Regions from separate parts of the Mus musculus genome. Here all the other regions are linked to region 1. The links are chromatin contacts, called in public Hi-C and HiChIP or PLAC-seq maps. All regions are on one chromosome and are shown on one strand. Each heading gives the region's core, a stretch centred on a gene start, on an enhancer-like site or on the middle of the called end of the contact. The rest is flanking DNA. Distances are from core to core; before and after follow the strand shown. Region 1 holds the start of Sorcs2 (sortilin-related VPS10 domain containing receptor 2). Region 2 overlaps Afap1 (actin filament associated protein 1). Region 3 has its middle 78 kb from the start of Gm52811. Region 4 overlaps Afap1 (actin filament associated protein 1). Region 5 holds the start of Man2b2 (mannosidase 2, alpha B2). Region 6 overlaps Afap1 (actin filament associated protein 1). Region 7 overlaps Afap1 (actin filament associated protein 1).

The links. A called contact is a pair of places that touch in the nucleus more often than the background predicts. HiChIP or PLAC-seq counts read pairs in DNA pulled down with a chosen protein or histone mark.
Region 2: a contact with region 1 is called in a Hi-C map of embryonic stem cells, with 2.9 times the contacts expected there. The contact joins the enhancer-like site here to the promoter of Sorcs2 in region 1. A contact is called at or near these places in 5 of 39 promoter capture datasets (cranial neural crest, embryonic stem cells, hippocampal neurons and 2 more), 2 of 15 datasets of contacts at CTCF or cohesin (pro-B cells and stem cell-derived epiblast-like cells), 9 of 484 Hi-C or Micro-C datasets (the HL-1 cell line, cerebral cortex, embryonic stem cells and 4 more) and 12 of 115 datasets of contacts at active chromatin or transcription factors (astrocytes, cardiomyocytes, differentiating embryonic stem cells and 9 more).
Region 3: a contact with region 1 is called in an H3K27ac HiChIP or PLAC-seq map of regulatory T cells, with 5 times the contacts expected there. The contact joins the enhancer-like site here to the promoter of Sorcs2 in region 1. A contact is called at or near these places in 17 of 39 promoter capture datasets (the 3T3-L1 cell line, 3T3-L1-derived adipocytes, the C10 cell line and 13 more), 1 of 15 datasets of contacts at CTCF or cohesin (embryonic stem cells), 5 of 484 Hi-C or Micro-C datasets (B cells, the C2C12 cell line, embryonic heart and 2 more), 15 of 115 datasets of contacts at active chromatin or transcription factors (craniofacial prominence, double positive thymocytes, embryonic basal ganglia and 11 more) and 1 of 9 other capture datasets (liver).
Region 4: a contact with region 1 is called in an H3K27ac HiChIP or PLAC-seq map of epiblast stem cells, with 3 times the contacts expected there. The contact joins the enhancer-like site here to the promoter of Sorcs2 in region 1. A contact is called at or near these places in 3 of 39 promoter capture datasets (cranial neural crest, hippocampal neurons and liver) and 6 of 115 datasets of contacts at active chromatin or transcription factors (cardiomyocytes, embryonic forebrain, embryonic hindbrain and 3 more).
Region 5: a contact with region 1 is called in an H3K4me3 HiChIP or PLAC-seq map of bone marrow-derived macrophages, with 7 times the contacts expected there. The contact joins the promoter of Man2b2 here to the promoter of Sorcs2 in region 1.
Region 6: an H3K27ac HiChIP or PLAC-seq map of epiblast stem cells shows a contact between it and region 1, with 3 times the contacts expected there. The contact joins the enhancer-like site here to the promoter of Sorcs2 in region 1. A contact is called at or near these places in 3 of 39 promoter capture datasets (cranial neural crest, hippocampal neurons and liver) and 6 of 115 datasets of contacts at active chromatin or transcription factors (embryonic basal ganglia, embryonic forebrain, embryonic hindbrain and 3 more).
Region 7: an H3K4me3 HiChIP or PLAC-seq map of stem cell-derived neural progenitor cells shows a contact between it and region 1, with 17 read pairs. The contact joins the enhancer-like site here to the promoter of Sorcs2 in region 1. A contact is called at or near these places in 13 of 39 promoter capture datasets (the 3T3-L1 cell line, the C10 cell line, cranial neural crest and 8 more), 12 of 484 Hi-C or Micro-C datasets (CD4 T cells, the G1E-ER4 cell line, cumulus cells and 8 more) and 9 of 115 datasets of contacts at active chromatin or transcription factors (craniofacial prominence, embryonic basal ganglia, embryonic forebrain and 6 more).

The regions. Positions count from the first base shown.
Region 1 is chr5:36,396,378-36,399,500 of GRCm38.p6, reverse strand. It overlaps Sorcs2 (sortilin-related VPS10 domain containing receptor 2), which reads left to right and starts at 1,362. Exons shown (of 27, transcript NM_030889.2): 1 at 1,362-1,935. The coding sequence starts at 1,456.
Region 2 is chr5:35,899,952-35,902,904 of GRCm38.p6, reverse strand. All of the region lies in intron 1 of Afap1 (actin filament associated protein 1), which reads right to left. Among named protein-coding and RNA genes, the nearest start is that of Afap1, 8.1 kb to the right of the region's middle. Within about 2 kb of position 1,509, at least 54 of the 459 cell types and tissues checked have an H3K27ac peak or open chromatin away from gene starts, as enhancers often do. A contact at or near this core is called in differentiating embryonic stem cells, embryonic stem cells, pro-B cells and 1 more, where this site is marked.
Region 3 is chr5:36,004,937-36,008,086 of GRCm38.p6, reverse strand. No RefSeq gene overlaps it. Among named protein-coding and RNA genes, the nearest start is that of Gm52811, 78 kb to the left of the region's middle. Within about 2 kb of position 1,781, at least 36 of the 459 cell types and tissues checked have an H3K27ac peak or open chromatin away from gene starts, as enhancers often do. A contact at or near this core is called in double positive thymocytes and regulatory T cells, where this site is marked.
Region 4 is chr5:35,920,383-35,923,373 of GRCm38.p6, reverse strand. All of the region lies in intron 1 of Afap1 (actin filament associated protein 1), which reads right to left. Among named protein-coding and RNA genes, the nearest start is that of Afap1, 29 kb to the right of the region's middle. Within about 2 kb of position 1,658, at least 115 of the 459 cell types and tissues checked have an H3K27ac peak or open chromatin away from gene starts, as enhancers often do. A contact at or near this core is called in epiblast stem cells, where this site is marked.
Region 5 is chr5:36,829,293-36,832,420 of GRCm38.p6, reverse strand. Man2b2 (mannosidase 2, alpha B2) reads left to right here and starts at 1,772. Exons shown (of 19, transcript NM_008550.2): 1 at 1,772-1,983; 2 at 2,647-2,793. The coding sequence starts at 1,846.
Region 6 is chr5:35,947,196-35,950,216 of GRCm38.p6, reverse strand. Afap1 (actin filament associated protein 1) reads right to left here. Exons shown (of 17, transcript NM_027373.2): 5 at 1,971-2,182. Among named protein-coding and RNA genes, the nearest start is that of Afap1, 55 kb to the right of the region's middle. Within about 2 kb of position 1,711, at least 58 of the 459 cell types and tissues checked have an H3K27ac peak or open chromatin away from gene starts, as enhancers often do. A contact at or near this core is called in embryonic stem cells and epiblast stem cells, where this site is marked.
Region 7 is chr5:35,969,653-35,972,751 of GRCm38.p6, reverse strand. All of the region lies in intron 9 of Afap1 (actin filament associated protein 1), which reads right to left. Among named protein-coding and RNA genes, the nearest start is that of Afap1, 78 kb to the right of the region's middle. Within about 2 kb of position 1,846, at least 67 of the 459 cell types and tissues checked have an H3K27ac peak or open chromatin away from gene starts, as enhancers often do. A contact at or near this core is called in forebrain, neural progenitor cells, pre-pro-B cells and 1 more, where this site is marked.

The DNA.
Region 1 (3,123 bases), core at 113-2,612:
CACCCCACCCCCACTCCCCAGATCTGGAAAAGGCACATGGGAGTTGGTCACATTATCTTCTCGGTTCCTCTCCTTCCCCACCCCCTTCAGCCCCACACTGACAGGCTTCGCTGCCCTTTCTTTGCTAGACCAAATGTCGCCACAGCTGTGCGCCCTTGCCTGGCTTTGGACTTCAGCTCCTGAATTTTTTGGGTTGGAAGTTTACATCAGGGTGCAGCCTGGGCACATTCCACAGGAGGAGGCCTTCTTGGACACGGGGCAGGGGCAGGCGCTCTAGTCCTGCTCAGTGCTTGGCACAGCGGAGCCCTGGCAAAATGACTTGTGCTGAACAGAAATTCCTGGAGGGGGCACTGGAGTTCAACCTTGGGAGCAAGTTCAGCTGTTGTTGCTGGATACTTTGTTCTTTGCTCTACTCTGTTCCCTGGAGTGAAGAGACCCAGCAGGCAGCGGGGCCTTTCAGTGTTGGTCTCCAAGTCTCCCTGTCTCCTAGACCCTGCTCCTGAGAGGATGCCGAGGGGACAAAGCTCAACTGCACTCTTGGCCTTATTTGGGCAGGCACCTGCTTTGTGTTCTGGATGGCAGAGGGGCTGGTAATAATGGCTGCTTTTATTGACATTGAATTAAAGACTTGGTGAGCTCTGGGGCTAGTTTCCTCATGTTCTGTGCTGGCCTACACCTTCTGGCTGGGACCTTGCCTCTCTGTTCTTCTCTCCTTGCTACCGCTACTCAGGTGTAATATGTTCAGGGGCTCCCCCTGGAGGTGGGAGATAAAGCCAGAGTCTGAGGGACTAAATTGGTTTTGGGCGACACCCCAAGGTTCCTGCACTATCCTCAGCTGCCTGGAACATCTTTCAGGTTTTCATGATTCGCAGGCGTCCCCTTGACTCTCTCCAGCAGCGCCCGGAGGAGGCGCCCTCCCCACCTCCGCAGAACGGCTACTCTGGAGTTGTTTGGCCTCTAAGCGGGCTACTTGGGTGTGGCCTGTTTCCCTTTGTTGCACCCTGTTGTGCCCCAAGTGCCTGGAACTCCGGCTGGTCAAGTGTAGACGCCTCGAGAAAGTCAGGGAGGATGAAAAGTGGGTGGGAGAAGAGGAGCGAGGATAAAGTTAGGAGTCACTGGGAAGGAAGGAAGGAAGGAAGGAAGGAAGGAAGGAAGGAAGGAAGGAAGGAAGGAAGGAAGGAAGGAAGGAAGGAAGGAAAGAAGGAAGGGGTCTTGGAGGTGTGACTGCACTCAGGACATCCTGGCCCGGCCTGGCCCAGCCCAGAGCTGCGGTGGCTTGCGCGCGGCCGGCAGGTGGCGGTGCTCCCTTGGCTGCGTGGCGGCGTTGAGTCCCCTCCTCCCGCGCTCCCTCCCTCCCGGCTCCTTTCTCTGCGCTCTTGCTCAAGCTCCCAGCGCCCTCCCGCTCTCCCGGCCGCGGTGTCGTCCGCACCGCCCCGCCGTTACCTACCAGCGACCATGGCGCACCGGGGACCCCCGAGCGCCCCGAAGCGTCCTGGCCCTACTGCGCCGGACCGGAGCTTTCAGGCTCTGCTGCCGCCGTGCTGGCCACGTTCGTGGCCGCTGCTGCTGCTGCTGCTGGTGCTGGTGGCTGCCTGCGGAGCGATGGGGCGCTCCCCCCAGCCCGGGCGCCAGGGTCCCGGTGTGCAGATCACTAGGCTGCTGCCCGCGGGACGCACGGAGTCCGGCGATCGCAAAGATCCACAGGCACGAGAATCAGAACCCAGCGTCCCGGGTCTCGGTCCGGGTTCTGCTTCGGGTCCCAGCACCGATGGCGCCCCAGCTCCGGGCAAGGGGCGCAGGGCTCGGGCGGTGCCGGTGGCCGGTGCGGCTTCGGCTTCGCGCGCACAGGTCTCGCTCATCAGCACGTCGTTCGTGCTCAAGGGAGACGCGACGCACAACCAGGCGATGGTACACTGGACAGGAGAGAACAGCAGCGTAAGTGACCTCCGCACTCACCCCGGCCCTGCCCGGACACCTCGGGATACCCAGGGAGACCACCACAGCCCCCTACTTCCGGACCACCCGCGGTCACTCTGCTGGGCATTCTTGGCTACTTGGGGGACGCGGGTCACCTCGGCGGCGCCCCTACTGGCTTCTGGTTATGGGTTACTTTTGGAAGGGTCCTCGAATTTGTGAGATTCTGTCTCGCTCAGAAGGTTTTTCCGAAGATCTGGAGACCAGAAACACCCCTAGCCTCTAGATCTGGGCTACAGGGAAGGTCCCTAGAGTCGTCAGGATCTGGGCAGCATGGGACAACTCCAGGTCCTTGAGGGCTACCCAGCTCTGCGCCGCGTGGACAGTGGGTGGGTCGCCCACACACTGCACTGCACTCAGCAGCTCCAGAGAACACCTCTGGAATTGCCACCTCTGGCGTCCTTACTACTTCATTTATGCTGACCTCAGGGTCCATGATATCCCTGACAGTTCCATGTCCTGTTCGAAGGTTCTTAATTCTAGGATTGCTCCTCCTAGTGTGCCCCACAGCTGTCTTTGGTCCGAGTGGACCATGGGGTGTTTAATAGTATTTAACGTTCTGTGGTCTTTAGAGCAGTGCGCCAACTCCCTCCCTCCCTTTCTCCCATGCCTCTCCCTCTGCCCGGAGAGCTCCAGCGTCCATCCCGCTCCTGCTCTTCCAGATTTAGGATCCAGCCACTCCCCGTTCCTTTTTTTGGTAGTGCACCTCAAGGGGTTTGTTTTTCCTTGTTAAAGGTCAGAGTCACTCTGTCCCCTCTGGGGAATCTCAGGTGTGTGCACTCCAGGTTTGCAAGCCTTTGCTCTCCAGGGAAGTGTGTTTTCATGAAGAGAGAGAGCCAGGAATCCCTCCTCACTGCCTGTACCACAGTCCACACAGACTCTCCACTCCTCCCCCACCCCACCCCTCAGGAGGTGACTCCACCTCTTTTCCTTGTCTTCCAAGTTTTTTAGGAGACTGCATAGGGCCAGAGTCCCTGCATGCACTGGGAAGTGGAGTGAGCGGGTCTTCTCTTTGGGTTATCAGGTGGACATAATGAAGCTGCAGACACTTTTAAAACACCCCCCCCCCTCCCCGTCTCCTCTCCTCGCACTCTCGGTGACTGCTTGGAGGCTTCCATTTGTACTAGGGAAGGGACCACCATGTAGCCT
Region 2 (2,953 bases), core at 260-2,759, 500 kb after region 1:
TCTCCAACATCTCTGAATCCCAGACTGTCCACATACACACCAGCAGTGTCCCTTCCAAGTCACAAACTTCACAGAAACCTCTGTATCAACAACAAAGGTCGATCATCACAAAAGGAACTGCACTGGAGAGGTGACAATCCTAAGGCTGACATTTAAAAACGCATACATTTTACATGCAAGTTAGAAAATAACATAGCCGTTGGGGGCTGGTGAGATGGCTCAGCGGTTAAGAGCACCGACTGCTCTTCCAAAGGTCCTGAGTTCAAATCCCAGCAACCACATGGTGGTTCACAACTATCCATAACGAAATCTGATGCCCTCTTCTGGAGTGTCTGAAGACAGCTACAGTGTACTCACATATAATAAATAAATAAATCTTAAAGAGAGAAAGAGAGAGAGAGAGAAAGAAAAAAAGAAAAGAAAAAAGAAAATAACATAGCTGTTTAAGAAAATCTAACGAAGAAGTGGGAACAAAACACCCTTGGAAGGAGTTACAGAGACAAAGTTTGGAGCTGAGATGAAAGGATGGACCATGTAGAGACTGCCTTATCCAGGGATCCACCCCATAATCAGCATCCAAACGCTGACACCATTGCATACACTAGCAAGATTTTATCGAAAGGACCCAGATGTAGCTGTCTCTTGTGAGACTATGCCGGGGCCTAGCAAACACAGAAGTGGATGCCCACAGTCAGCTAATGGATGGATCACAGGGCTCCCAATGGAGGAGCTAGAGAAAGTACCCAAGGAGCTAAAGGGATCTGCAACCCTATAGGTGGATCAACATTATGAACTAACCAGTACCCCGGAGCTCTTGACTCTAGCTGCATATGTATCAAAAGATGGCCTAGTCGGCCATCACTGGAAAGAGAGGCCCATTGCACACACAAACTTTATATGCCCCAGAACAGGGGAACGCCAGGGCCAAAAAGGGGGAGTGGGCGGGTAGGGGAGTGGGGGTGGGTGGGTATGGGGGACTTTTGGTATAGCATTGGAAATGTAAATGAGCTAAATACCTAATAAAAAATGGAAAGAAAAAAAAAATCTAACGAAATCCTCGAACACAGGATGTGTGCCTTCATGAGCAAGTGTGCGTGCGTGCGTGTGTTTGTGTGTGTGCGTGCTACATATCTCCTCCCTACAAAAACTATAAAGGATTTTTTGAAATTTAAAACAATGATAAAAACTTCATACAAGGATCTAGAGGAAAAAGTTGGGAGAATCTTTGCAAAAGGGCATGGAGCTTCAAGGGCGCCATGGGCACAGCTGCCCCCTCCCTCCCCTTATCTCCAGACAGCCACAGCAGCAGGTGAGCTTGGTAAACCCATTGTTCCCAGCTCTTGTGAAGGTTCCATCATGGAGGCTGGCTGACTGCTTACAACCCTGGCCTTTGCCGATTAGCTCAGCCTCTAGCCCCCATGCTCCCCAGCCGCTGGGGGTGGAGCTGAGATTCTCCACCCTCATCCTGCCCCCGGAGCTCCTGGCTGGGGGGGGGGGGGGGGCCCTAGCCTGAGGCCTCCAGGCATCTAGCTGTTACGCAATGCTATCGAAATGCAATGCTATCGAAATGCAATGCTATCTCTCGCTCTCTCGGGTGAAGTGATGGTGCAGAGGGAAGATGTTCCTAACACCTCCAGTGTTTAGAGGGCTATGCTTCAGGCATTCCAAACCAAGAATCAAAACTAGAACCAAGTCTGTGCTTTCTTACTCTGTAGAACTATCTCACAAGACTATTGGGAAGCTGGAGGGCAGAGAAATGGGCATTGGGAGTTGGGGGCAGAGTGGGTGACCCCAACCCCACCCCTTCCACAGTCCCACTCTCTCAGTGTTCTCCCTCTCCCACCCTGCTCCCACTTCCTGCTTCTCTCCTCCCCTCCCCCTCTTCACCCACCCACCCCCACACACACACTACTTCTCCTCCCCTCTCCCCTCCTCTTTCCTCCCCCCGACACCCCCCCATCCCCCCACCCTCCACCCCTGCCTTCTCAGCTAAAACCTTCAAAGTGTTGGCCCCTTGGGAGCAGAGCTGGCATGGAGAAGGACAGGGTTGATTGCTCTGTTTTTGTTTCAAGCTCTGAAGAACTTTTGACTCCTAAAACCGTGCTCTTGTGTAACTGTGTTTAAGATGGGTATTTAATGTTTAAACAAAATCTGAGCCTTGACCGAGAAGAAGACCCGTACGGAGTGTGCATTCCTAAGCTTTAGGGAGCCCAGCCACTTTGAAGACATGGGGAAAGCTGTAAATCCCTCTCCCAGGAAAAACACACCCCCACGCAAAGCATCCGCACAGGAGATCAGGGCATTCCGAAGTCCACCCAGCCCGGGTGGGTCCTATCTTAAAAGGAAAGGTTCTAGGTGTTTTGTTTGTGTTTGTTTGTGTTTCCTTACAGAGGTGAGGGTGAACCCCAGGGCATCCTGCACCCTAGGCAAACACTCTGCTGCTGAGCTACACCCCAGCCCAGATTCTGGGTCGTCATAAAATTCCTTTCAGAGCAAAGCTAACCTTTCCTACACAGGGATGGGGGCTGTCTGCCTTGAAACAGTAGGTGTCCTGACCCTTGAGAATGTGACTGTCAGCTGAGCTGACTCATTCCAGCTGAGTCTATTCCAGAAACAAGGGGTCCTCCATCTAAGCCTTGAGAAGGCAAGGTCCCAAACTCCCCCACCTGGGTGTTTCTTCCACCAGCAGAATCTCAGAGGATTTCTTGGCAAAACTCTACTCTCAGCAGGCCACTTCAAGGCTCCAAAACCAGCTGCTTGAGGCTGACCTGTCTCCAGTACTGTAAACCTCCACAGAAAGTCAGAGCAATACATCTTTGTTTTTGAAACAGGGTCTCCCTCTGCAGCCTGGCCTCAAGCTCTCAATATGGCCCAGGTTGGCCTAGAACTCACTGGCATCCTGCCTCTGCCTCTCAGGTAAAAAGGTTTGCCACAAAATCCTGACATCCTAGGT
Region 3 (3,150 bases), core at 532-3,031, 390 kb after region 1:
CTTGGTGGTGATGTTCCCTCGTCTATCACAGGTATCCCAGGCTCAGCATGCCTATGGCAGTTGGCCCAGGCCAGGACTTTCTGGCTTGCCACTGGGCTAATGGCCGCATTGGCAGCCTGCAGCTGGTGTCACTGTGGCCCACACGTTCAGCTCTGCTAATGACTTGCCCAGATTTTGGCAGTATTGGGCTCAGGAGGCAGTATTGAGCTGTGCCTGCCAGCATGACAATGACCGGGGCAATGACAAATCAGCCATAATGACAGCGTCAGTCTTGGCTGCGCATCAACTCCAGCACATGGCGCACCTCACAGCTCACAGGACAGTTCTGGCAGTGGCCCTGAAGCAGATGTGCAAGCCATTCCACGGTGGAGCGAGACCCTTAGCCACGGTGCCAGCCAGATCTAAGAATGCTCAGACCACCCATGACCACAGCGGGTGACTGGCATGGTCACAGCAGGGACCAGCATGGGAAACAAGTCCTCACGTCATAGTAAGAGCACCAGAGACTCCGAGTAGTGAAGGTGACGCAGTTAATTTTATGACCTTACAGAGTTGTGGGTCAGCCTAGAGAAAGGGCTAGAGTGGCTGGTGCACAGATTTAGTGAAAAAAAAAAAATGGTAGTCTTTATGTTTCTCATCACAGTTCCCTGCCCCTGTGAATGCATTAGCCGAGTTCTTCAGAGAGGTACAAACTTCAGTGATCTAACATAATCCCTACCCCAAACTCCCAATCCTCCTGAATCCCACGATTCCCTTGTTTCTGCTCCATCCCATAGCTGCCTGTGACTTTCCAACCTTGGATAAACTGAGAGCAGAGCCAGGCAAGCAGGCACCAGCTGGGAGCTAAGGAGGACAGCGCCCAGCGCCTCCTGTTCCTGCAGCTGCCTCCTGGGCTCTGGGCTCTAGATATGCCTCAATCTTAAAGTGGACCAGGAGGAGTTGGTCCTTACATTGGTGGGACCAGGGGAGGTAAGAGATGAGAAGGGAGAGAGAGCCCTGGGCAAGAACTAGATCAGGTGAGGGACATGGTCCCATAGGCCCTCAGGTCAAGATGGGAAACTAGGAAAGGAGCCAGGACCTTGTGGCTGCAGTGAGAGTGTGCTCTGAAGACAAAACCACTGGGACTCACTTCTGGCTGAAGAAAAATGTCACTGAGTGCCTAGTTTGGGGCCTGTCAGGGTGCTGAGTAAGAGACAGGCACGGTCAAGCTCAAGAGAACAGACAGTGTGGAAGTGGAGTATAAAATGCTGGAGCCCCACCAGTGCCTAATGGGCCCATGTGCTGCTCCTGGGGAGAGGGGTAGGCTGGGACAGGACAGCAGCCAGCTTACGAGTGAGTCACACCACAGTGAGGCCACGGAGATCAAGTGTGGTGGAGCCCAGAGCAGAAGGTACCCATCTGCAGGACAGGGCAACACAGGCAGATGTGCTGGGCCCATTCCCAGGACAGGGCAACGCAGCCAGATGTGCTGGGCACGCTGTATTCTTAGGAAAGTCAGAAGTGAGGTGGGGATACTGAGGAAGCAGAAGACAGGAAATTATCTGGGGAAGAGAGAAAAATGGCCATGGGGGTGGGGCAAGCAGGAAAGTCGGCAAAGGGAGGAGGGCCTCTACAGATTTGGATCACAGAACCGAGTGGAGACCACCCTAACTATGGTGTTCTGAGCTGACAGAGTGGTGTATGTGTGTCCTCAGGCTACTGAAAGGCTGCAGCACCTCCAGACTCCATGCCTTCTTCCCGTGAGGTCTAGAGGGTTTGATCAGATCACGTGGCCAGCACAGGAAGCCCTTTGGTGTGTTTTGGTGCCTTCTGCTCCGCCTGTCAGCTATAAAGCAGGAGTACTGCCTCCAAATATAGACATAAGAGACAAGATGGCCAGCGCACCCGTAGACAAGAACTACCAAGGGTCCCCGCATCTGGTACAAGAGACAACCAGAGATGTTGTCATGGTACAGTGTGCCTGGACCATGCAGGGTCAGCAGCAAGCATCGGGTGGAGTGGTCCAACCTTAGTTCTAGGATGCAGGCAGTGGGCTATGATAATGAATTGCAGTTTTCCAGGCTGTGTGAGTTCTTTGCCCTCCCTGTGTGTCAGCAGTCCTTGTCCCACCCTAGCCATGTATCTCAGGTGGACATACCTGCAACCAATTGTGCACTCTGTAAGCCCACTAGAGGGACAGACTGTGATCTCAAGGCTGCTGGGCATTAGACATCACCGCTTTGTAGGTCCCCTACGGGGTGTGATATGAGCTTGGCCCAGTGACATTCTAAGGCAAGCCTATGCTGTGTAGCAAAGGGGATAGAAGCCTCTCTCATGCGTATAGATTTGGGAGTGGTTTCCCTGAGCTGTGCTGTCAGCCATTCAGGTGCCTCCATGATCCCTTAATCTCCCTTTTCAATCATTCCAGATACAGCAAACGGATTGGGCATATTGGTCTTATTAGACCCCCACTTTGCTCCTCAGAGATCCAACCAGCAGTATGTCTTATGTGTAGCACTCAGCATCACATCTGGCAGACCGCTGAGGCAAACATCCCTTAGAAGCAGGGGGCACAGGCTCTGGATTGGCCAGTCTGCACAAGAACAGTCACTTGGCATTTCTAGAGACAGGTGGGCCTGAAGAGAGCCACACTGTGGGCCAGCTAGACTCCTAGAGGGGAGGCTTGCACCCTAGGCAGGAAACAGCTGCTCTGCTCTGCCTGGTGCTTACGAAGGGTCCTTGTTGGGGCATTCACCATGTTCCTGTACTGCCTGGCTCCCACCTTCAGCTCAGGAGGAATGCATACCTGTCTCCTCCCATGGAGCCTCTATCCCAGATGTGCCTCCCACCTGAGCTCTTGACTGCCTTCCCATGAGGAGAGAGGTGTTTTTAAACAGCCTTATAAAACCCATGTCTCTGTCACAAACTTCCCAAGTCACAGACATCTAATAGTGTTTCCTGCGGAGGCTCCTGCTGTGCACCTAATAGGCTCTGTGACAGCGGGTTACAGACTATAAGCCACAGCACAAGTACCCTAGGGGGCTCTGTGGCCAAGCACTCAGTCATCCTCTGCTTTAAATGACACTGAGGAGACCCCTCATTCTCATCCAGCCCACCGGGACTCCAAAACCAAAGACATCACTTAAAAACTGGCTCAGTGACACTTGGCCA
Region 4 (2,991 bases), core at 409-2,908, 480 kb after region 1:
TGGAGCATGCTGAGAAGATATGGCCCTCCCTGACAGAGGAGGCATGAGTCAAGTTTTACACCTGGTGCTCCCACTCTTGCCCACACATGATTTCCACAGTGCAGATATGTGCCTTCCCTGGACCTGCAGATCTCTGAGGGTCAATCCAGGAAGGCTATACTAAACACAGGCTCCCGTGTGCTGCCTGATAACTACTGTCTGAGTGGGGAGTGACCTTCATCTGTCAACAATTCATCACAGAAAATGCACTATGGCAACCTGAAATGTTCCTGTTGGTAACAGGATGGGACCAGAAGTTGTCTTTCTCCAAGACGGGCAGATATCACAAAGGCCTTCATCCCGGAGCCCAAGACGTCATCTTTATCAATGGCCTGAGAACTCATGAGTCTCTGCTCCTTCTGCACCCCCAGAGAAGTATGTTGCAGCTTCTGCTTATCTGTCTAGAACCCCACAGGATCTAAGAGCAGAGAGCAGAAGGTAAGCTAAGGAGCAGGTAACTGGGCCTAGCATCCTGAGTACCAGGAAGGAGTGAGTAGTGGGGAGGGTGAGACAAGAAGTTCAACAGGTTTCAACCTACCTAAGACGCCAGCTGATTGATTGGTAGTGGCCATAGGAGAGGCTGGAATCTCAAAGGTAAACAAACGGCACAGGCATAGGCTTGGGAGAGCCAGGTTCCAGAGCTCATCATCACCTCCATGATTAATAATGAACATGGCAAAAAAAAACCCAGATATGTTTTCATCCTCAGTGGTTGGAATGATCTTCACACTCACACACCTCCCTTCGACCAGACAACAGCCACAGCCCCACGCATCTATTCGGCTGGGAGCTTAGCTGTGTCAACTAAAGTGGCACTGAAGAAATCCTGCAAGAATAACATTCTTAGTGATTCCAATTATCACTAAACCCTGAAAACCTGCGATCTGAGAGAAGCAGGCGATAACTCAGTCACGTGTCCAGAATGCACCCGTCCAGCCCACCACCACAGAAAATCGTTTATGGTCTTCTCCTGTCTAAACTGTCCATTCTTTTTCAGGGCCCGAAACTGAATGTCAAAATGGCCAAGGACACCAAAGAAAGACGGAATGTGCAGATGGGAGGGAAAGGGACCAGGCTGCGGAGGAGGGAGTGGTAAGGGCTGCAGTGCAGAGGCAGTCTCCACATGCGGAAGACAGCTGTCACCAACTGCCACTGGCCCCTTGACTTGACCCTATCCACACCAGCCTAACCGGCACTCAGTGTGCACCTCATACAAGTATGCATGCCTCACACAGATGCCTTCTGAAACAAGACCTTCAGCCAACAGGGCCCAGAGCCCAACCCCTAAGAACATCTAAAAACCCAGGAAAGCCAGGAGCTGTGGTCTCCGTCCCAGCTAATGCAAGGATCCACTGAAGCACAGGAGTGGACGGCAGGGGCGCAGGGCACAGCAGCCAGGAGAATCATGAGGCCCGGGCAGAGAAAAAGACTCTGCCAGGTAGCTTGGCTCAAAAGCCAAAACCACCAGCAGCGCCCCTGAGGAGTCTCGGCTCCCAGCTCTGCTATCATTGGTCAACCGCTTTGCCTGAGTGAAGCCTTGCTGCAGTCAGGCTCCATAGCTGGGAGTCCATCCCAGACCTTAGCAGTGCCCTCCCCCTTGATAGCGAAAGTATTCTCTTTATACCAAGAATAGTTTCTGAGAGGAATGCAGTTTGAGGCCCACTGCTGAGAAGAGTGCTGGAAGCCTGCTCACAAGCTACTGACTGACTAGGAAGGATGCATGTAGAGTGTGCCCAACAGGGTGCAAAGTAAAACTTGATAAAGCTAAGAGGCCTCTGCACCCCAACTTCTCCAAATTCCTGTTGATTCAAACTGGGGGTGTCATGTGTCTGTACTTTCCACCAGAATACTCTGGCTAGGTCATGGCTGGAGACATTATTTTCAGCTCTCATTTGTACAAGCACAGGCAATGCCTCTCTCTGTCACCCCAGTCCCAGAACTGTAGAAAGCTCCTTCTGGAGTCACCCACCCTGATGCCACATGGGTGTGCGGGAAGGAGTGGGAAAGGACCAAGAAGATAATGTCAGCCAGGAAAGACTCAGGCGGGGGCTGTGAGAGCCGATTCACCCCAGGTAGGCAGCATGCCTCCACGAGACCCTGGATGGCTAGACTGGGTGAGCAAGAACGTTCCTTCAAGTTCTGTCATTTCCCTAGACATGGCTGAAAAAAAAATAAAGGCTGGAACTCCGAAGCCTGAAATGTTCCCGGATCCTAAACTTTCTAACTTTGTGCAGCTCCACTGTGGAGTTCTGGATTAGGAATGTTTGACCAGTGACATCCACACACTTCAAAACCCAAAACAAAACCACTACATTCTGAGGTACTCTGGCCCCAAGCACTTTGGTGAAAAGAGGTTCCACCTTTAAAGACACAAATTCTGAACTCTCAACATTAAACAGAGACACTAAGGTCCAGAGCTCAGAATCCTGCCAGTACCATCCTTCTCTGGCCTCTCTTGTCCCAGCATCCTGGAGATGCTGCAAGGGAAACCACCTTCTCAACCACCCTCTCATTCTGTCAAAAACTACTTGGCTCAGGGCTTAAGAGCACCTTCTGCTCTGGCAAAGGGGCCCAAGTTTGGTTCCCAGCATCCAAGACCAGGTGACTCATAACTGCCTGTAACTGTAGTTCCAGGGCATCTGATGTTCCTTCTGGCTTACACACACACACACACACACACACACACACACACACACACTTTTTAGACTTACAAACTACTCACTCATAAAGAAGATCTCAACTGACTTATACACTTAAAAAAAGAAAATAAAAGAAAACCTAGGTTTTTAAAAAGAACACAGAGGACCATCTTTGGACAGTTCTACTTCTAAAGTTTGGGGTAGAATAAGTAAAATTTTCATGATTCCAAGATAATCAACAATGCACTTCACTAGCTGTAAAAAAGAGCAATCTTTCTGAGCCAGGCATGAAGAGAACCCAGCTGGCTGGGAT
Region 5 (3,128 bases), core at 523-3,022, 430 kb before region 1:
CAGTTAATTCCTCGGGTACCTAGGCCTCCATATTTGTTGAGCTATCCCTGAAGTCAGAATTCACCACCTGCTTCAGTTCGGGGATATTCTCACCTCCAGAGCAGACGTCAGTGCTCTGGGGAAGCAGTGAAGCATGTTGGTGCTCCCAGAGATGAGTAACGAGGAACTGAGCTCAGATCCCAGCAACCATGTAAAAGCTGGGTACCGTGTTGAGAATCTGTAGCCCCAACACAGGAGGCAGAGACAGGAGGCCCCTGGAGCGACTGTCTGGTCAACTTAGCCAATCAGAGAACTCCAGGTCCAGTGAGACATGGTATTTCAAAACACAAGGTACAGCGTGATATAGGAAGATACTCAGCATCAACCTCTGACTTCCACACACATGCACACAGCATGTACATACACCACACAAAAAATAAAACACGGTACAACATTCTAGCTTACGACAATCCAAACATACACTAATGTGATGCTCATATGTTGAGAAATTATGGAAGGAAAATATTAAATATTTGTTTTTGAGAGTAAACCATTGTTTCTGTAACAGCATAGATGTTGTCTATTTGCTGAAAAACAACGCAATTCACAGCATATCTGAACCAAAATGTTCTGGGTGGTGTTTGCTGCATAGAGTGTCAGCCTTCACAGTGCAAAGCGCTAGTGCCATGTGTTCAGATCCAAGGTGGCAGTGACATCATCTGAAGTACCATGAGTGAGCACCGCCAGAAATACCTCCGATTCTTTAGGTTTGAGTGTGTTACTAGACATTCGAAAACTTTACCGTTGCCAAAATTTTTGCAGCCCCACATATGTGGTCACAACACACATAATTTAAGAAGCTATGATTGGGCTGGAGAGATGGCATAGCAGTTGACAGCGCTGGTTGCTCTTCTAGTGGACCCAGGTCCCATCCATAGAACCCTTGTGGTGGTCCACATCCCATTGGCTAACATTTGTCATGCAAAGGAGGCTGGGAAATGTAGTCCACCTGAGTCCTAAAGCGGTGGCCGCACAAGTTGGTAAATGGCTGCCCACTTCTTCATGGAAAGGTCTGACCTCTTGTGGAATCTAGAGGTCTCAGGTCCGTGGACAGGATAGAGAGGGATCTGAGCTTGCTCAAAGAACAGCTTGGGTTTTGGTCGCATTTGCTGAAGGGCAAGTGACAAAACAGGCTAGTCAGAGTCACACCTCTGGCCCCACCACAGCCCAGAAAACCCCAAACTATAGACCACCTGCTGGCCACGGAGGAGCTACAGAGGTGATTCAGGGAACTGCTCTCTTACCAATTGTAAAGTCACCAGTTTTAATTGGCTGAGAGATGGGGACTTCATTCATTTAGATCCCATGTCCCTAGCAACTCATGCCTCCTCTATTATCACATCCCATTTTATGGGGATCAAAGAGATTAAACATCTGCCCCAGCTCACCATCCAAGACCCCAGATTTGATTCTGAACCTACCAACCCTGACCCTTTCGTCGCTGTGTCTGTAAAAAGCCAGTTTCGCTTCCTTAAAATGAACTAAAAAATTTCAAGTCAAGCCACCCTGAGGCTAGAGGTCTGCGTCGGAGAGCGTGTTATCCTGGAAGGTTTCCCTCTGTGTAGACAACAGCGGTCTCCAAGTCTGGAGGTAGTGGCCTTGAGCTGCAAGACCACCATATAGGGACGAAAGCTGCAATACACACTCTAGCCGACAAGGGGCGCCGTACCACACAAAGCTCGTGCCCTGCCCGTGGCTGGCAGCGCTCGCGCATTCCTGCCGACAGGCGGCGCCGCGGGTCCCGGACCCGGAAGTGGACCGCTCTACCCAGGACCCGCTGCCCTGGCAGCGTCCCACTGCCCAGCAATGGGGCCGCTGCGCTGGCTGCCGCTACTCGGCCAGCTGTTGCTGTTGTGGCCGCGGGCAGCTCAGCCCGCCGGCCCGATCCGGGCCTTCGTGGTGCCCCACAGTCACATGGACGTGGGCTGGGTCTTCACGGTCCAGGTAAGTTGGAGCGTTCCTGAGCTCCTTGCACAGTAACTGCCTCCTGCGGAGTGCACCCGACCCAGCCGGGAAGAGAGGCGACCTGGGCTGCAGCACCCCACCCCACCCCCCAGCCTGATCCCCTGCAGTCTGAGCCTCAGCCTCGGGCTGGCCACTTCCTGCCTCGGAGTCCTGATGGCATCTATCTTATTAGACGGTCCCTGCAAAAGTTAAGGCAGAGGAGTGTGTCCCCAAAGTGTGGATTGACAGGTAGCCAGTCTCAGGAATAAGCCTGGAGTACCTTGGGTGGGGTAGGTTTCCAAGCAGGTGGATGTCAGCTGACTACAGGCAACTGGGCTGGCCCTCTGTGGTGCTGACATGAGGGCTAGCCAGTTCAGCTTCCTCTTCACACTCCTACCCAGCCAGATAAGCTTGGTATGGGGCCTGTAACCTCGAGGTTCTTTCTGTTCAAGACCTTGGACAGAGCGGGCAGGGAGAGGCTTTCTGTCCACTGGCTCAGGTTCCTTGTCTATAAAGAGAAAGTGGTGATTCCTGCCACATACCCCTAGGTCTGAGTACACTGGAGGTGTTAGGCACCAGGGTACTTGGTCTCTTGTACTTCTCTTTGGTCCTTTGGACTCATCACCACCCTTGGGGCTGTTGTGATGGCTTCTGCCTCCCCAGGAAAGCATGAGAGCCTATGCAGCCAATGTCTACACTACCGTGGTGGCGGAACTGGTCCGCGGAGGGCAGCGGCGCTTCATCGCCGTGGAGCAGGAGTTCTTCCGGCTGTGGTGGGACGGTGTGGCCTCTGAGCAGCAGAAACAGCAGGTAAGGTGGGGACAGGAGTGTCAGGACATGGGTCCCTAAGGTATCCGAAGTGTGAGAGGAAAGTTCCAGGAGGAGACTAGATAGGGAGTTCCAGATGTGCTCAGGAACATGCTAGCTGTAAAGACAAAACAACAACAACAACAAAAACTAGGCTTGTGGTCAGGGCCACTGCCCATAGACAGGGTGACGTCATCTTTCTGTCTGTTCTTGGTAGGGGACCGGACATACCCCTAAGCTAGGCTAGCATTTCTCCCAAAAGGCAACAGGAATTGGTGCTTAATCAACACCCAGGTGAACTTTGTCCCCTCCCCTATCTGCACACACTGACTCTCCCC
Region 6 (3,021 bases), core at 462-2,961, 450 kb after region 1:
TTGACTCCCTCAGCACTAGGTACAGGCAGACCCCAGGAAGAAAGGTGACTTGGCCTCAGAGTCCATCCAGTGGAGAGGCTCTTCCAGTGATACCCACCAGCTAGGAGACAGATACTTCAGTGAGTGGGCAGAGTGTCTGGGGGTGACTGGGTAGGTCTGGAATTGCCTGGGCATGGAAATAAAAGGTCTAGAGATGGAGTCAATAGAGTAGGTAGCGTGACACCCACAGGGGGAGGCCAGGCAAGGTGTTCCAGGAAAGAAAAGTATGCTTTCTCTCATCTGAGTAGTTGATCATGGGTTAATTATGAAGGAAGATAATGCATACACACATATACATAAAAATACATACATACATACATATACATACATACACACACACATACATACATACACACACATACATACATACATACACACAGCACAACAACAAACAAACAAACAAAACAACAATTACTACTACTACTACTTTAAGCCAAATGTGTGTAGTACTTGCTCATAATCTCATCATTCAGGAGATGGAAGAGAAAGGATTCAGAGCTCAAGACTAGCCTGGGCTACATAGTGAATTTGAGGCTAACCTGAGCTATCTAGCAAGATTCTGTCATAACAAAGCCAAAATCAAATAAAAGGCCAAGTTTCACCTTGCATTTTGTCTTACATGATGTTTTCCCTCATTTTCCATTTATTCCTTCAACAATTTAAAGGTAGGCTCTATGAAAGCTATGAAAGCTCTCACCATCATAGAGCAGGGAGAGGGCTCTCACTGCAGAGAAAAGCAAGAGAGGAGGAAGAGGACCAACGGGTGTGGGGCCAGGAACCTGGGCCCCAAACTGCTGACTCTGCATCAGCCCTCCCGCTGTCTGCACTGGAAATAAAACGGCTCTTTCTCATGAGTGTGGAGTACATTTTAAATCACTGCATATAGCATATCACCATCTTGCAGCGATTGCATCAGATTATAAAGAAGGGCTATGTTAATATTTTTCATGCTTTAAAATCCCCAATGGCATCATTTTTGGCATATTCTATATTTGGAAGAAATTCAGGCCACACATGTGGAAAAAATATGCACTTCGTTTAAAAAGGCTGAACAAAAAAAAAAAGAAGAAGAAGAAGAAGAAGAAGAAGAAGAAGAAGAAGAAGAAGAAGAAGAAGAAGAAGAAGAAGAAGAAGAAGCACATCCAGTGATCTAAGAGCCAATGCGAGCAAGACTCCCATAATTCACTGGGGGCCATGGTCTCTCTTACAGTGTTATCTGCTCCATCACGTGGGGAAAGGAGAAACCCAGATTTTCTCCTTTAAGGACTCACTTTTGAGCAATTGCTTCCTGAGGTTAATTTGAAAGACAAAAGGCAAAAAGCAGACAGTAAAACTCCTGACCCAGTGACCAGCCTTGGTTTTTACCGGAAGTGGCCTTGGGAGCTGGGGGGACTGGGGGCAGGAATGCCGCCTCCAAGGCTCCTCTCCTTGGAACCCCCAAGGGGACAGCACCTGTAGCCAGAGTCCTGAATCTTCTACGCCCTGCTTCTGGATGTACTCCACCTTCCTGTTTTGCCTCCAAAACAAAACAAAACAAAACAAAAAAACCCACCCTTCTTTTTGGAAAGCTTTTGACTTTCCAAAAGAATGTCCTTTCCCTCTGCCCTCCCCTAGGCGCCTCCACAGGCTCCGGCCTCTGCTGTGACCTGGCTGGGAGGAATTTACTGACTCGCTACAAATGAGAAAGTCTATCTTGCAGTTTCTGGCAAGTCTCAACACTGCTCATTTCCACTGACACAAGCCACAGGCCCCGCGGGGTGGAAGGACTTGGGTGTGGGGGAACCATGAGCCCTCCCTGAAGAGGTGCCAGCGGGCTGGGCTGAGCTGGGCTGGGCCGTCGCTTGCCTCCCCTGTGGTAGCGTCTGCATGTACCAGTTGTGGTCCTGTACTTCGGACTGCCAATGGCGGCACAGCCCCACTGGGCTCCTCACCAGCAGCTTGGTGTCTTTGATGACGCAGAGCAGCTTGGTCCACTGGCCAAAGCGTTTCTTGCGCAGCAGGAAGGCACAGATCTTGGCGTCTTTCACCAGGTCCATAGAGGCCTCCTCTGACGGCCACTGATGCCGAGTTTTCTTCCCCTTCCCGTCCTCTTCCTCTTCATCATATGACTCATAGGAACTGCTCATGGCATCAGAGTCATAATCTGTGGAGGAGAAAAGGGTAGAGGTGAGAGGCCGACCCTCCAGCTCACCTCACCTGGCCTTATTTCCAGCCACCGTAGGCTTCAGTGAGAAAGGGCTTCCGCCCTGGCACTGGGGATAAAACTTGCACAAGTCAGGCACTGAGAACACATCAAAATGCTTCAAATGCAACGACTAAAACATTGAGATTCATTTTTTTTTAAATCTCTAGATTCGTTCACATCAACAGGATGATGTCACCCCAATGGCAGCATTAACTGTGCCCTGCCTTGGGTGGTCACTCGGGAACCATGTCCGTGAAGAGTCCTCTGCTCCTCTTTATCTGGCCTTGATTAAATCCACCCCCACCCCAGTCTTCTTGTTGACACTACCACCCACAGACCCTTCAGTACACTTGGGATCCACCAGAGGCCACCTCTTCCCACTGGCTTGCCTTGGATCTGGGCAGGACTGGTCCCATCTCTCTAACAGAACAAATCTCACTCAAGGACACCCCAGTTCTTACACTTTCTCCACACATAGCCTGCTCCCTCTTCCTCTGGGCTCTCTGTACACACCCGAGCTGCCCCATCTCCCTCCTCTCTCCTGGGATAATGTGTGTTCATGTCTAGCATTAAGCTATGGCTCCCTCTGGCCAGTACCATGGGCTCAAGATTCCCTGAGACTCTCATGCTGAGTGAGGTCTTTAGGCTAACATGACTGCATCTGATGGAGCTTTTGGATTACGATTCAGATGAAATCTGTTACCAATACGACCATAAGGTAGAGTCCTAATCCAATGGGAGTGGTGAGAGAAAGGGACAAGAGGAAAGAGGGGGGAAGAAGGGAGGGGGTGAGGACA
Region 7 (3,099 bases), core at 597-3,096, 430 kb after region 1:
ACCAGAAACAAACAAACAAACAAAAAACTAACCAGTGTGGTAACATATATTTTCAGTACTCGGGAAGTTGGATGCAGGACATGAGTTCAAGATGAATCTGTATGACACATGATGACCTTGCCTTTAAAAACAAAAAAAGCTCTGAACTCTAGGGCATATGGGCTTCATGAAGCTGCCAGATAGGGAAAAGATGCATCGTGTGTGAGTCGGCTGAGTTGTCTGTGACTGGGCCTAAGCAAGGATTAGAGATCTAGTGGCACAAGACCCTCCAGTGACCGCACTGTAGAGAGCCTCAAGCAGATAGTCTCAGACGCCAGCCTGGACAGAACTGACAGCAGCACCAGCCCACTCCTCGCTCCTCACTCCGGATGGAGTCTGCCCACAGTCATCAGATGCTGCCGCTTTCCCAACATTTCAGCCATAGAAGGATGATTGCATGAGACAGGTCCTCCCTTAAGTTAAAGCATGACTTCATGGGACATTACCATATTTTAATACATTCTTGGGATTTAAGTTTCAGAGAGAGAGAGAAGCAGGAAACTCAGACATGTTCACAGCTGTGTTTGTCAACAGGCCCCCATGGCACCTCACTTTCTCAAGAAGTGATTCCCAAGTTTTCATTTTCTTGGGGAGGGAACACAGAGGTGAATAAGGTCAGGCGGGGATCTGCCAGATCTTCCAGCTAAAGCAGACATCTGCCACCAGAGGGCGGCAGAGTGCAGCCAGGACCTTAAGACCTGGATGTGGACGGGCTTGGAGGCTTCTGGGGAACAATTAGATGAGGGATTTGTTGTTTGATTTTTCCACTGGTTTTTATTCTTTTTCTATTTTTATAACCCCACTTATATTATAGTAATGTGCTAATATATCTTTAAAACTGGGTAATTTCAGTTTAATATTTTGAGATTCTTTCCACTCCAAATTCTACAGAAAGAAAGGCAAGATTAAACAAGGTCTCGTTTGAATTCTAAAGTTAACTCTACAGGCCTCAGAGTCTACCTTTTTCACCCGAGCCTGGGCAGGGCTGAGTGTGCAGATGTGTTTCGTTGACTTTAAAGCACAGCAGGTAAAGAATAGACAGTGGTGGTAACACAGACCCTTAGCCCCTGCCCAGTTCACCTCCCATGTTCACAGAAACCAAGGAACCGTTGGAACCCACATCCCAGACAAGCAGCCCGAATCCCCAAAGCAATGAGTGGCCTTGCCAGCATCTTCTGGGCCCTGCGCTGAGTGATGGTGACACTGCAGAGCAGTGTCATAATCTAGCAATGCAATGAGGCTTGGACCAGTCTGAGCTCCCAGGTGGACAGCAAGAGGAGGCCTTTGTGCTTGTACCTAGGATGATGTGACTAGTATAAGGCACCTGTGTGGGGCAGAGAGAGGGTAGACAGACAGGAGGAGGGCTGGAGGGAGGGTACATTTCCAGGTCTCACGGCTTTGCTTATAGAATAACAAGAACCCTGGGACTTTGTCAGACCATGGAAGGCCAGGAAAAAAAAATCATCTTGGGTTTGGAGTCTTGGTGTGTCTCTTGGGTACATTACCCGGAGGGCTGCAAACAAGCTGCCCAGACCAACACTAATGCATCCCTCAAAGGCCTCTCAAGGGATGAAGATGGCACCTAGGGCCACCCAGCTACCTCTGCAGCTCTGCTCCCCACCCACGAAAGCCCTGCAAGAGCACCCCAGGAAACCACAGCACCCCGTCTAGCTTAACCAGACTGCAGTGCACAGGTGTGCACCAAGCTCAGCTCAGTAATTCCCGGGACCCTTTTCTGCCTGCTCAGCTGCTCTGCCCTTCTGGCCCCATCAGCTTAGCACTGTCTCCCAGCAGCTGCAGGGGCTCAGCTTGGCAGGGTCAGTCCCCCCGGGCCCCAGTCCAGCTCCCTTCCTCTGCTGAGAGCCCTGCAGCTGCTCTGAAAGGCTGAAAATGGCCATTGTTCCCTGTTCCCCTAGAGACACGTACCCTTACCTCTGGTCTGGCAGAGAGCTGCGTGTCCATTTTAGAGTTGTGCGGACAGAGGCCATTGTCTCGGCAGAAGCCAGAGCTGTGACCAGCAAAGTCTCAGGCCCCTGCTCTCAGGATCACCCAAGCTCTCAAGAAACTGACTAGCATGGAGACAGTAATGCTGTGGGCATCTGTGGGCAGGCCTGCAACGCTGTGCTCTTCTGATAAGGAAGTGCCATGACTTACAGGGAGTCAGAGAGTATTGAGGAGTGGAGTCACCCGCTTGTGAGGGCAGGGGCCACCAATTCTGCTGAGGCCCGAGACTCATGACTTCTCTGAGGCACGCCATTCTCCTCTGCAAGAGGAGGGCCCAGACTGTGACCTCTGACCTGCCTTGCCATGTTAATTAATACACAACCATTCCTCCTTAAAGCATTTCTACCTCTAGTCTTGAATCCCGGCGCTCAGGAGACAGATGCAGCAGGCAGATCTCTGTGAGTTCAAGACCTGCCTGGTGTATATGGTGAGACCGTGTCTCAAAAACAATAATTTCTTATTATCTCTAACCTAGATCAGTTGAAAAAAAAAGCAGAAGCTAAACTCTCCTTAACTCCAGACTGCTGTCATCTCAAGGGCTGATGACAAAGGCAGGAAGAAAGACTATGTCCCCAAGAGCTCCAGGAAGATGGAGAGGTTGGCCAGGAGCAGTGTGGCAGTGTCCCCAGCCTCTCCCAACTCGGTCACAGCTTTGTCCAGCTGTCTGCACTCCAGCCAAGTTCTCTCCTCATAGAAAGGAATATGACATGGAGACCTTCATTACCAGCTGACCTGAGTCTGTCCTGTTCCCAGCAACTACTTGATGATAAATAGTCCAGGGATCTGGGGTGCACGTAGCTCCTGGTACCTATGGATGCTATTATTCTTTCCTGACTCGGAACCCAAGGAGGGGAATCAGTAGGAAAGAGGGGACTGTAAACAGAATGACTCTGAAGGAAGCGTGTGTTCACACTGATGGGAAGCAGGCTCTGAATAGTAATCTACAAGGGCGTATTCCTGGTCTTGTTTTGTTCTGGTATAGGGTCTTACTATGTTGCTGTGGCTGGTTAGTACTCAGTACATAGCCCAGGATAGCCCAGACTAGTCCAGTCTAGC